Linked DNA regions of Mus musculus: region 1 is linked to region 2. The links are chromatin contacts, called in public HiChIP or PLAC-seq maps. All regions are on one chromosome and are shown on one strand. Each heading gives the region's core, a stretch centred on a gene start, on an enhancer-like site or on the middle of the called end of the contact. The rest is flanking DNA. Distances are from core to core; before and after follow the strand shown.

What was found. HiChIP or PLAC-seq counts read pairs in DNA pulled down with a chosen protein or histone mark.
Region 1: a contact with region 2 is called in a FOXA1 HiChIP or PLAC-seq map of pancreatic cancer cells. The contact joins the promoter of Igfn1 here to the promoter of Ppp1r12b in region 2. A contact is called at or near these places in 1 of 39 promoter capture datasets (liver) and 1 of 115 datasets of contacts at active chromatin or transcription factors (pancreatic cancer cells).

Annotation. Positions count from the first base shown.
Region 1 is chr1:136,000,869-136,008,191 of GRCm38.p6, reverse strand. It overlaps Igfn1 (immunoglobulin-like and fibronectin type III domain containing 1), which reads left to right and starts at 1,850. Exons shown (of 27, transcript NM_177642.3): 1 at 1,850-1,871. The coding sequence starts at 1,850.
Region 2 is chr1:134,951,123-134,957,731 of GRCm38.p6, reverse strand. Ppp1r12b (protein phosphatase 1, regulatory subunit 12B) reads left to right here and starts at 1,792. Exons shown (of 24, transcript NM_001368827.1): 1 at 1,792-2,240. The coding sequence starts at 1,950.

The DNA of each region.
Region 1 (7,323 bases), core at 601-3,100, 1.1 Mb before region 2:
AAGGTTAAATATTTGCCCATGTGGACGCAAAGGGCAAGTGCCCTGTGTGTTTCAGGGATAAAGTGGGTGGGGCTCACCAAGAGAGACTTCCTTCTAAGCCAAGTCCGACCCTAGCCCCGCCTACGGGTAATCTGACATTCCATCTGTCCAATCCTGGTCACCCTGTTCCGAAAGGCTCCACCTCAATCTAGACTCCTGGGCTTTTTTGCAGTTTAGTGCAACAGGTGGCGCCCCCAGAATAAGGACATTTCTGTCCCAGGCCAGCAGCTGTCACCTTAGAAAGATTAAGATTCTCCCACCAGGCGACAAGGCTTGTTGTGCCCGAGACAGATACGGCTCGGATTCCCAGCCCGAGGTAATTAACCCGGAGAAAAATGTGACACATCTCCCGGACCGTCTGCGGTGTAGCGGGCTGCCCACTGGCTTCAGCTTTCCCCAGAGCTTGGAAGGATTTCTGAGAAGGGAGGATCCTGCTGCAGAGCCTCTGTGCTTTCCTGCTGTGGGGGTGCGCGAGCCCCCAGGTCAGGATCTCAACCCACAGCGTTCCTGCCCAGAATGCAAAAGGCTTAGGTCGCTGCGGAAAACCGGGTGAAGACGTACAGCAGAATGTACGGGGTTACTGAGCTCCACGCGCGAGTGCTGGTGGTCTTGCATTGCATTAGGGAGGTCACCGCTCTGTGTCCCAAGGCGGGGTAAGAGGCTAGGTCCCGCTGATCCCAGGAGACATAGCTGCACGGACACACTAATCCACTGTTTTTACACATAATCACTTCACACGCAGAGATTACCTACCTCAGATTGCATTCATAGTTGGCTGGGTTTCCGGGCTTTAAAGGCTTTCAGTTCGCGTTCTGGGGAGCATTGAGAGACCAGAGGCTGACCCAGACTCGCTAATCCTAATCTCTCCAGCTGCCACTCACCCGCCATCAAGGTGTCTCTGTGGGCCCGTTTTTCTCATCTGTTCAAATGGGTTAAGCTGACCTCCTAGGCATGTCCTTATTCTGTGGGTTAAAGGAGAGAATCTTCAGAAAGTTATGGGTTCTTCTGGACTGAGGGTCTCCCATCCTCCTCTGGATGTTCCCCCTAAGAAATTGTGGTTTGGTTCTTAAATTGGTTATAATTAACCAGAAGGAAACCGAACTATTGCTTGGACAGACACTGGTAGCTGGTTGGGGAAGTGGAGTGAGCCTGCTTATTTGCAGGGACTAATTAGCGATGTCCATAAGGATCTCTGCGGCTCTAATGATTCTAGCAGGAGTTTGGAAAATATTCGAGCCAATTGCTCACTCAATAGGGAAACTGAGGCCCAGAGATGGGGAGGTAATTTGCCCAAGTCCAGGCAGCCTAGAGGCAGCCTTGATAGTTCTTTGAGGCTGTTGCAAATCGGCTTCCCTGACCTGGGCCTTCATCCTGGCCCAATTTTAGGATTCTGGACTTTGCCCCATAGGTTTGCTTCCTACTTCCAAAACATTTTGAGTCCCTTAGTAAAGCGTTCCCTAGGCCATGTTTCTCAGGCTGGGAGAAGCAGGAGCCTGGAAAGTTAAAGAGTAGTCATGGGGTGGCAAGGGGTTTAGGGAGGTGAGATCTTCATGGGCACTGTGTACCTGATCTGTTTACAACTTGCTGTTAATAGATGCCATTAATCATAGCCAACTGCAGCTGGCTCAGCCTGGGGAAGAGCAGCAGCCTGCCATCTTTGAGAGGGACGAGCAAGAAGGAATATGGAGGAGGGGGCAGGTTCCTACAGTTACCTGACACAGGAAAACCAGTCCCAGAGGGACATGGCATGAGGACACATGTATGTTAGTGTCTTGTTCAGCCCAGCCAGCCCTCTACTAAATGTCCCAGCATGAATGAGATGCGAACACAAGGTCTGTTAAACATTATGTGCTTAGTGCATACCTTTATTTTTCTTTGTTAAAAGGTATTTATTGGCTTATTTTTGCATACCTTTAAGAAGTTACAGGGCTTTAGTCTGTATGAATGAGGCCCTAGGTTTGATTCCTATCATTGCAAAAAATAAAACCTAGGTGCTGGAGAGATGGCTCAACAGCTAAAAGTGCTCTTTAAGAGGATTCACATTTGATTTCTAGCATCCATAACAAGTTGCTCACAACCATCTGTAATCCAGTTCTAGGAGGTCCAGCACTTTGGTCTCCATGGACACCTGCACTCATGTACACATGTGCCTTACTATATCTATAATTAATAATAAGAGTGAAATTCTTTTTAAAAATAAATAGAAAAATAAATAAATAGAGCCTGGAATTTGGAAGGCCCTACTCTAAATATCAAGGGACTGTGAGGAGAGTTCGCTAGTCTCAATTGCTAGTTACACAGAGGAATCCTAATGTGATTTTTCTCCCATATCAATACAATCACTGGGTACTCAGAGGCCTTTCCTGGTAAGGGGACAGTGTGATATGAGCAGCCAGGTCACTGGGCTCAAGATATAAGTCCCATGTCCAAGATCATACATCTCTTTCTATGACCTCTGATGGTGTCTGTATTTCTCCACGTCTTAGACATTCATAGCACCTACCACTGAGATTCTAGATCCTTTTTGGGTCTATTAGGGTCAAGACCAGGACCTGGTGGACTAGATTTCTAATACTCCAAAACATTAAATATCTAAATATCTGATTAGTACTGATTATTAACTTAAAGAGATCTAGAACCACAGGAAACAAACCTTCAACATGTCTGTGAGGGATTTTCTAAACCAATTGAGATGGGAAGACCCAGGATAACTGTGGGTATCACTGTCCTGTGGCCCGGGGTCCAGGAGAAAGAGAGCTGGATGTTGGCTCTTCATCTCTTTCTGCTTCTTGGCTGAAGATACTATGTGATTACTTATGTCATGCCTGATGCTGTGCCCCCTGCATGATGGATGTGTCCTGTGAGCCAAGGTGACCCTTCCTTCCTTCCTTCCTTCCTTCCTTACATTGCTCCTACCAGATATTCTGCTACAGCAACCGGAAAAATAACTAGTAACCAGAGTGAGGTTGTGGCTGGGACAAATCTGACCGTGTTAGAACTGGTTTCTGGGAAGAATGTGGGGGGCAGGGGGTGGGGAATGGAACTTGGAGCTGGAAAAGCATTAAAGCACAAGCTGAGCTTAGTAGGTCATTCTGATGGGAGTTTGGAAGGCCAGGATGTTGGAAGAGGTATTCAGTGTGTGTGTGTATGTGTGTGGGGGCGTGGGGGGTGGGAGGTTGGAGGGGTGTTCATGAGGTTTCAAAGGAAAAGAGGAAATGTTGGGAACTGGACCACAGGCCATTTATGTGGCAAAGAACCTGTCTATATCTGCCCATGTCCTGAGAACTTGACTAGGGCAGAATTTTAAAGTAATCAGCTAGTTGGTTTGTCAGAGGAACTCTCAAGAGAAGATAGCACTAGCATCCCGCAGTGGCATGGTTGTTGTTCACTGCGCTTACACGGGCCTACAACTAGAGAGGAGTAAAGATGGCAGGAATAGTAGGGAAGCAAGATATGAGGAATGTGCCCGTTGGAGATGAGAGGGTGGAATTTAACATTGTGGACAAGGCTGATGCTGAGGAAGAAGCTATACTTGTTAAGGAAACTAGCCGTTGTATGAAGCCAGGAAGATGAAGCTTAAGTTAGAATAGAGATGGCAGGATGTTGGAGATGACAGGACCATGAGATGTCTGACAAAGAAATCCGTAGTCATGAAGTAACACCGACCTAAGAAATAGGATACCTGTGTGCTCGAAAGGGAGTTGAAATTTTACTAAAGCCCTTTGGAATCTTTTCTCTCTTCCTGTTTGTTTGTTTGTTTGTTTGTTTGTTTCAAGACAAGCTCTCACTTTGTAGCTCTGGCTGTCCTGGAGCTCACTATGTAGACTAGGTTGGTCTTGAACTCACAGAGATCCACTTGAGTGCTGAGATTAAAGATGTTCTCGAGAATGCTGGGCCTTTTGGAATCTAGATGATCATTCCATTAGGAACCCCAGATAATGGACAGGTTTCCATGTTTGGCTTGCTGATATTTCTTGTCATGGATTCCTCTCTTCAGAAGTAGGAATTTTACTGTGTGCTGATACAGAGACTCATGGTTAAGAGATTGCCTGAGTCTTAAAAAGGATTCTTCACTTTCACATTTGAACACTATTAGAACTGTTAATGATGGATAGTGCTTTCAGAGTGTGGTGGTTTGAATAGGAATGGCTCCAGAGACTTAATGCTAAATGCTTGGCCCAGAGTGAGTGACACTATTAGGAGATGTGGCCTTGTTGGAGGAAGTGTGGCCTGGCTGGAGTGGGTGTGACCTGATTGGGCTGAAGGGGCTGGCTTTGAAGTCTCAGAAGTTCAGGCCTGCCTAGTGGCTCACAATTCACTTCTGCTGCCTGCAGATCAAGACGTAGACCTCTCAGCTCCTTCTCTAGCACTATGTCTGCTTGTACACTGCCATGTTTCCCACCATGACAATAGTGAACTCTGAAACTGTAAGCCAGCCCCAATGAAATGCTTTCCATTTAAGAATTGCTATGTTCAAGGTGTCTCTTGTAACGGCCATAGAAACCCAAAGTAAGACACAGAGGACTCAAGTTTGGATCCCAGCACTCATGCTGGGTGAGCCATGACTTCCTGTAACTCTAGTTGTGGGAGATCTTCTTGTGGCTTCCGCAGGTACCTGCTCACAGATGGCATACCCTCATATACACATATACAAGCACATTTCTTAAAAACTCACAAAAGGACTGTGAGAGTTTATGAAGTTGGGCTGAATGCATTATAAGATGCCCAAGAGCCTATGGGGACAAGGGGTGGAAGGTTATAACTTAAAAGTGATGTTTTGATGTCAAGTTGACAAGGAGTGGACTTATGGTTAATATCGATTATCAACTTGACAGAGTCTACAATTATCCGTTTGTGAGAGTTAGTTAAGGTTTGAAGACCCACCCTTGAGGTGGGTGGCACCATTTCATGGACTTGGGTCGTCGAATATAAAACAGGAGAAAGCAAGCAAAGCTTTGGTGCCCAATGCTCTGCTTTCTGAGTGAGATGTGTGTGACCAGCTGTGTCGCACTTCAGCCACCACAATTTCCCTGTCATGATGGACGATACCCTTGTACTATGAGTCAAAATAAATTTCCTTCCTTAAGCTGCTTTTGTCAAGTATTTCCTCACATCAAGGAGAAAAGAAACTAATCCACCAGCCTCGTGTTAAGGAGATGGCAGGAAAAGACCCAAGATCTCAGGGTATCCTACCATCCACACTCAGGGTGTACTTCAGGCAAACTGCAAGCTATTGGTATCTGCCACTTGTTGGAAGTCACGGGAAATTGTGTTGTTTTGTTAAACAGCTATCTTTCTTTTCTATTTGTTCTTGTAGTGTTGGGGATTGAACCTAGGTCCCTTTGTACACTAGACAAGCATTCTGTCACAGAGCATTTATTTACTCTTGACTCTAGAGCAAGAGCAAGTGAGTATCAGTCAGGAGAAAGGACTTAATAACTTGGATGTGCTTAGTAGCCACTGTGTATCTAGAACTAAGCAGCTACCAGTCACTCCTTTATGAATTACACAAATATTCACCCATTTAGAATCCTCCAAACCCTATGAAACAAATATTATTATGCCCTGTTTTATATGCATTAATTACGTACTTTCTCCATTGCTGTGATAAAATAACAAAAACAACTTAAGGTAGGGAGGGTTTATTTTGGTTTAAATTTCAAGGATTCAGCCCATTATGCTGGAAAAGTCATGACAACAAGTGCATGATACAGATATTTACATTGTATCCAAAGTGAGTAAGAAGAGAGCAATTAATTCTCAGCTAGCATTTCCCTTTTTATACAGTCCAGGACTCAAGCCTAGGGAATGGCACCGCCCATGTTTAGAATAGGTCTTCCCACTTGAATTAGCCTAATCAAGATCATCTCTCACAGGCATGCCTCGAAGCTTGCCTCTTAGAAGCTTGTCCTCTACATCTTGTCAAGTTCATCAGCAGTATCAACCATCACAACTATAGAAAGTGATGTGCCGAGAATTTAAATTGCATGGCAAAAGTCATAGAGTAAGTATGTGGCAGAGGGGGGTTTCCGATCTAAACTCCACAGTCCACTCTCAGAGCCACCTAGAACGAATGGGTCTGGAGCTTTCTACTCTAGTTGTGTGCAGCCCTCTTACAGAGGCCCTTGCAGTTGATCACAAATAGACTCTCTCTCCTTGGGGGATTCTGCCTTGTCAGACTCCACTTGTTTCTCTTTCTACCATCTAACAGTCTGGCCCATGTTCCCTGATTGAATTTGGTTGTTGCACCAGGAGAGACTTGTACCAACTCTGAAGGATTAGGAGTGCTGATTACATAGCTAGTAGGAAAATTTTAAAAAGTATTATTCAGCAGGGCCTCTCTTCTTCACAGGTTACGACGGAATGTGGAGTCCTCTTGCTGGCCTCCCTGTACCTTAGTACTTCTTGTCACCTGACACTTCTTGCTCATAATCTTTTGTCAGACCTTTAAAGTGACCCTTGCATCATCCAGTGTCAACTCACACAGAGCCAGGAGTTAAGAGTCCAGGTCTCACTGTTCTTCAGAATGCCCTCTTGGACTCCCAGTGGGCAGCTTTCCTTTATAAAGGGGATTTGGCACAGGCAGTAAGGTGTTTGCTGCACTTGTATAAACATGTGAGTTTGATCCCTAGTAAAGGAGCCAGGCATATTGGCTCACACCTGTAATCCCCAAGCTGGAGAAGGGGGTGGAGGCTCCAGGAGGTTCTCTGGGCTTGCTGGCCAGCCAATCTAGCTAAATAAGTGATCTCCAGGTTCAGTGAGAGATCCCGTTTCCAAAATTAATGTGGCTATCAACTGAAGAACACTCCTAACACCAACCTCTGGCACCTGCATGGGCACACAATGTAAATCTCCCCAGAAGCTTCCTCATGTTTCCTGCCCATGTGTTTCAGGGTTGACAGTTTATGAGGTCAGGACATTTGGTAAGATGGAGTTTCTGAGGCAGATTTTCAGGGATTTGTTGGGGACACATACAAGGATTTAAAACACACAGTTTATCTAGCCCAGAGTTCTGCAAACATCTCCTGTGAAGCATCAGAGAGTGAATATTGTATGCAGACCATACAATTGGGTTTTGCAATTGTGATGGAACATTCTGTACAGTTGAAGGATGAACCATACTAGAACCATACTTCTAGTTTTGAGTAAGTTTATAAAGTACATAGCAAACCAAAGTAAAAAATAATAGAGATAGATAGATATATAGATATGATAGATAAGTAGATAGATAAATAGACAGATGGATAGATAAATGATAGATAGATGTGTGTGTGTGTGTGTGTG
Region 2 (6,609 bases), core at 543-3,042:
AGGATCTCACATTCATCTTTGACCAGCCTGAGTAAATGAGACTCCATCTCAAACCAAACAAAACAGAACATAGTCCCACAAGGTGTAACATTATTGGTCCCTGAAAATTTTATCCTACTTTAAAAGGTCTTACTAGAAGCCAGTCTATTGGCAAAGTAGGATGCAGCAGTGAAATGCAAAACTGAGTGGCTGTTGTTTACCAGGGCCGTGCTATTAAACCAGGGCAGGAGGGCTGCAAGAAGCTCACGGCTACATCATCTCTCCTAGTTTCTCTATGTGTTTGTATTTGAGGCAGTCTCCTTCTGCTGCTTTGGCTGGTCTCTCTCTCTCTCTCTCTCTCTCTCTCTCTCTCTCAAGATTTATTTTACTATATGTAAGTACACTGTAGCTGTCTTCAGACACACCAGAAGAGGGCATCAGATCTCATTACAGATGGTTGTGAGCTATCTGGTTCAAAGTCATCCTTTGCTGCATAGGCAGTTCCTGGCTGGCCTGGATGACGTGACACTTAGTCTCAATAAAACAAAAGCTTTTTAACAAGTAATGAGATTTTCTTGGTAATTTGTCGACATGTCAACCCATGTAGTTGCTGGGATTTGAAATCAGGACCTTCAGAGGAGCAGTCATTGCTCTTAACTGCTGAGCCATCTTGCCAGCCTGGTCTCAGACTCTTGATCCTCCAAGATAACAGGTGCGTGTCACCATGCCTGGTTCCTACGTTATCTTGGTATCAATATCTCTCTTATCAATTTGGCAGAGTTCTATTTGAGAACTTGGGTAATTTTAATTATTAATAAGAAGAGGTTCCATGTTGACAAATTACCAAGAAAATCTCATTACTTGTTAAAGAGCTTTTGTTTTATTGAGACTAAGTGTCACGTCGTCCAGGCCACCGGGAACTGCCTATGCAGCAAAGGATGACGTTGAATGTCTTGCCTTTTGTGGTTTGTTTTTCACAGGGGAATAGATTTGACAGGTTTCACTCTGTAGCCCAGGCTAACCTTGAACTCACAGTGTAGTCCAGGTTGCTCTAAAACTCCTGGCAACCTGGGTGCAGGGGTTACAGGTGTGAGTTGCCTGGCATTACTTATTTCTTCAACATTTGATTCCTAGTTTATTCCAATAGAAAATGAGCAACGGGCAAGTGTTCATTTGTTAGGAAATAATAAAAGTTCTTTTTTCTGATGACCTAATCGTGTTCACATTTTGTGTGTGTGTGTGTGTGAAATTTGTGAAATGAAAAATTTCAACAGTCAGGAATCTTTTTGGACCTGGAGTGAATGTCATATTGAAAATAATTTATGTAAAACTATAATACTGTATGTGTATGCATACTTTTCTCCATGCACGTTCATAACTAATACATGTTAATAAAACTAGATGTAAAAAAAAACAGGACATGAAATATCATCCTTCTGTTACTTCATGTTTAGTCTTCTTTTCTAGAAAATAAGGGTAATTACTGCTGCTTTTTCCACTCTTGAAGTGTTAAGTGACTATTAGGGAGGGAGTTCAGCTTAGTGATCGCAGCAATAAAAAAAACTACGATTCCCAAAATGCTTAGAGAAAGAGGATGCCACCGGTCTGGGAGACAGTTGCAGCTTCTTCCAGGCATAGGTGCTAGATTCCCCCTCGGAGGAGGGTGCAGCTTGTCCTTGACTGGTTTGTAATGCATCCAGGGATGTGTAGTTCCCGTAGGGCTCCAGTGCGCCCTCAGGGCAGGTCTCCTACTACAAGTCCCGTACTGACGCGGGGTTGGGCAGCGCGTGCGTGCTGAAGCTAAGGGAGCATGTGGGCGGTGCTACTAGCGGGAGGAGTAAAGATGGCGGCGCGGGGGCCTCCGCCTTCATTCCCTGGCTGAAGCCCTCCGAGGGAGGCGGCAGTGGCCACACAGGGCTACCAACAGTCTTGTGGTGGTACTTTTGGCAGCAGCTGCGGAAGCTCGAGCAATGGCGGAGCTGGAGCACCTGGGAGGGAAGCGAGCAGAGTCGGCGCGAGCGCGGCGGGCTGAGCAGCTGCGGCGCTGGCGAGGCTCGCTGACAGAGCAGGAGCCCGCGGAGCGACAGGGCGCGGGGCGCCAGCTGCAGACCAGACGCGGGAGCCCCAGGGTCCGCTTCGAAGACGGTGCGGTCTTTCTAGCTGCCTGCTCCAGCGGGGACACGGACGAGGTGAAAAAGCTTCTGGCAAGAGGTGCGGACATCAACACGGTCAACGTGGACGGCTTGACAGCCCTGCACCAGGTAGGACTTCTCTTTCTGTTGTGTGGGGTCTTTGACCTGCAAGCTTGTGACCCCGGTGAGTTGCCTCACCAAGAGTATATATAGTGTCACCGCAAAGCCCTCTTGCAAAGACCATGCCACTTCAGTCAACTCACATTCTTGGCCACCCTCTTCCACTCATAACCAGGGTGTGGGTCTTTACTTGAAGGACTGGTGTCACCCGGGTGACTGGTCAGTGTTTGTATTTCCCTCCACCTACTTGGGTTGTCATGGTGACTGATGATTTGGTCCTTGGTGTTATCTTTATAGATTAGTCATCTTTACTTCTCTCCTGTGCCTGTACCTCATGCCACTCACACTGTCATTAGCCTGCTCCCCTTTCAGAAAATTCAACTTTCTATTTGCGTGGCCTAGTTATTAAAATGTCTTAGGGTCAATTAAAGGGAAACCCCACTAGTGGATGGAGACAGGCAGCTTTTTTGAAACGCCACTTGTTTTGCTGATGTGTGATTTGTGTCTTCTCCAGGCCACCCTTAGAACACCCTTGACCTCATTGTTATGGGTGTCTCATTTTCTCTACAGCAGCACTACTTCAGTCAGGGACAGAATTATTTCTGTCTAGGACTTATGGAGTAGGCTTTCAACTTTATTTCTGAATCTGTCTGTAGAAATGGTAACCTTCGAAAAAAGAAATGACTATATATACGAGTTACAGGTAATCTGAGAGTTCTTGTGCTTAATAATAACGCCTTGATTTCTCTCACTTATGCAACAATATTCTCTGTATACTGACTGTCATAACTCCACCCTCTCTCCCCATTTGAACTTCGCCAGTTATTTTGGTGAGCTGAGACCTGGGCACCCACTCTTTTCTCTTCTCGTCTCTTCTCTTTCTTTCCTTCTCTCTTTTCTTTCTCTCTTTTCTTTCTTTCTTTTTTCCTTCCTTTTTCCTCTTCCTCTTCCTTCACCTCTCTTTTATTTTTATTTTATTTTATTTTATTTTATTTTTAAAAAACAACCACACAGATGCTCATGTAGTTCAGGTTGACTTAGAACTCTCCATGTAGCTGATCCATCTGCCTCTATGTCCCCAGTGCTGGGACTGCAAAGTCTGGGCAGTGCTGAGGATCAAGCCAGGCAAGAACTCTACCGACAGAGCTACATCCACAGCTCACAGCTCTCTTTCTTAGTTTTCCTTTGCTGTATGTGCAACCTGAATGAGTGCACATAAGATTCAACTTTTTGTCGGGTGGTGATGACCATGCCTTTAATCCCAGAACATCGGAGACAGAAGCAATCAGATCTCTGAGATTGAGGCCAGCCTGGTCTATAGAGTGAGTTCCAGGATGGACAGGGGAGAAACCTTTTTTGAGAAACCTTGTCTCAAAAAACCAACCAATCAAACAATAACACTCCCCCCAACCCTCAAAAACAAAACCACTTTTAAATAATAATTCAAGTTTACATTAAGCCCCTTCCTTAAATATACTTAGTTAATAGCTTAATATTGTTCTGATTGCTCTCTTCATATGGAAGAAAATTCTCCTCTCAGCCTGTTTTATTCAGGATCCCACCTAAAGTTTTATACATAGCAACCAGTTTTTATATAGTACTTTGCTGTTTAAGAATGATTTCCTGTGTCTTCTCTCATGTAATTTTGGTAGTGTTCCTCTGCAGTGGCTGTAGTTGGTAATAATGTGACTCCCATATACAGAGGGGGAAGGCGAAACTTCAGAAACTTTATATGTGTGAGATCCTAGGAAGGAGGAGAGTTACCTGTGGTATTGATTTTTCAGATTTCAAGCACAAAGCCCCTTAGCCCACCGAGTAAAGAACTGGGTATAGAATGTGGTAAGAGAACGACAGTCAACTTTAAATACGATTTAAACTAAATATTTGAACTCTTGGAAGGGTGACTTCTCCATACATGTGAGGAGCAGAGCTCAGCTGGGTGTCTTCATTCATTCTCCATCTTAATATTAAGTATTATTGTTATTTTTTAGTATAATATAGTATAACTTAGCAACAGCGTTTCTTTTACTATTTTTATTTTGATTAGTGTGTGTTTGTGTACATATGTGTATATGTGTATGCCATCATGTTTGTGTGGAGTTGAAAAGGACAACTTAGGGGGGCCACTTTTCTCCTTCCATCGCGGGTTCTGGAGATGGATCTAACTTAGTTGGCAGGCAGGCAGCAGGCAGCAGGCAGGCAGGCAGGCAGGCAGGCAGCAAGCGGGTGGGCAGGCGGGCAGGCGGGCAGGCGGGCAGGCAGGCAGGCGGGCAGGCAGGCAGGTAGCAGGCAGGCAGGCAGGCAGGCAGCAAGCGGGCGGGCAGGCGGGCAGGAGGGCAGGCGGGCAGGCAGGCAGGCGGGCAGGCAGGCAGGTAGCAGGCAGGCAGGCAGGCAGGCAGGCAGGCAGGCAGGCAGGCAGGCAGGCAGGCAGCAGGCAGGCGTGCTCAGCAAGCATGTTGACCATCTGACACTTGATTATTTTCCAAGTGACTGTGCTATTTAAGTGTAGTCCTTCATACATTTTACTATTACTCGGGGAAGTCACTCACGGTTCTGCCTCTCTCTGCCTTTACCAGGAGACTGATTGCCTTCCTGCCTTTCCTCCCTTCACCAACAGCTTTGCTTCTGAAGGGCGCTGTCTCTCAGCTGATGCATCCTTTACGTTCAGTAATCTATAGAAGTAGGAGAGGAAGGGATGCTAGCTTTGGGATAATTCTTATCTACAAGTGTAATAGAAGAATTGCTCTAGATTTACTAAGTTGCCTTGGTCATGGTGTTTCTTCATAGTTGTAGACAATAACTAATGACATTCAGATTGAATATGTATACTCAGTAATAGACAATTTCAGTTAAAGATTATTACTCTGCTCAAAGAGTTAATGTCAAGCCAAATGACTTTCTGTTTTGCGTGTTTTTTGGTTTGTTTTCTTTTTCCTTGCAGAAAGGGCCTCACACCATAATTTAGGCTAGCCTGAAATGTATATAGCCCAAGCTGGCTTTGAGCTACCTGATGAAGACGCTAGGAACCAAACTTAGGTCCCCTGGAAGAGCAGCAAGTGCCCTTAACCACTGAGCCATCTCACTAGTCCTAAATTTTATATTTTAAAATTAGCATACAAGGTCTTAGGTATCATAATGGCTTTCCTTTTTGACTTAAGAATAAATTTATGATTGCATTTTAGGCCAAAGTGTGTTTGAGTTGATTGGCCACTCACTCCTGTGCTCTCTCCTTCTGTCCCTCCTCCTCTCCCCTGCCTCCCCTGCAATGCCCTCTTCTGCTTCCATGGCACAGGTGCCCTTTGAACACCTCCCCTTCTTTGGCACCTCTTTTCCCCTTTTCTTAGTCTCCTAGGGTTTCTGAGCCTTTATCCTTGTTTCTACACATATATGTATGTGAGAGAGACACATGGTGGCTGTCTTCTTGAGTTTGTGTCATTTTGCTTAATATATTTCCCAGCTCCTTCCATTTTCCTGTAAATTTAATTTTTCTTTACAGCTGAGTAAAATTCCATTGTAGATCGTATTAGTTATTGTCCACTGTTGTGAAGAAACACCATGACCAAGGTAACTTATTGAAGGAAACCTTTAATCGGGAGTTTGCGTGCAGTCTCAGGGAGTTAAGGACCCTCATGGCAGGGAGAGTGATGACAGGCAGGCATGGCACTGGAGCAGTAGCTGAGGGCTTACATCCTGATCCACAGGCAGGAGGCAGAGTGGGGGGTGGGGAGGGAAGGGATGAGGGAGACAGAGATAGAGACAGACAGATGGGTCTGTTTGTCCTGGGCTTTTGAAACCTCAAAGTCCCCCCGCCCCCCTGCCCTCCGAACCCCCAGTCAAACACCTTCTCCAACAAAGCCACACCTCGTAACCCTTCCTGAATACTTCTACCAGTTAGGGAGTAAGCATTCAAATCTGTGAGCCTATAAGGGCAATCTTCATTCAAACCACTATGTGTCTATCAGATTAAAAAGTTTTATTATGGAGCTGAAGAGAGGGCTCAGCAGTTAAGAGCACTGACGGTTTTTCCAGAGAACCTAGGTTCAAATCCCAGCAGCCACATGGCAGCTCACAACTGTCTGTAACTCCAGGATCTGACACCTTCACACAGACATACACACAGGCAAAACACCACTCTACATAAAATAAAAATACCATTTTTATTACTTGTGTGGCATATATTTGTGTGCTACCTCACCCATGTGGAGGTCAGAGGACTGCTTTTGGGAGTTGGTTCTTTCCTTCCACCATGTAGGTCCTTCCTGGGGATTGAGCACAGGTCGTTAGGCTTGGTGTCAGGGACCTTACCTGTGGAACTGGCTTGCAGGCACTTTACCATATTTTCATTATTTGTTCATCCGTTGTTGGGCATCTAGACTGG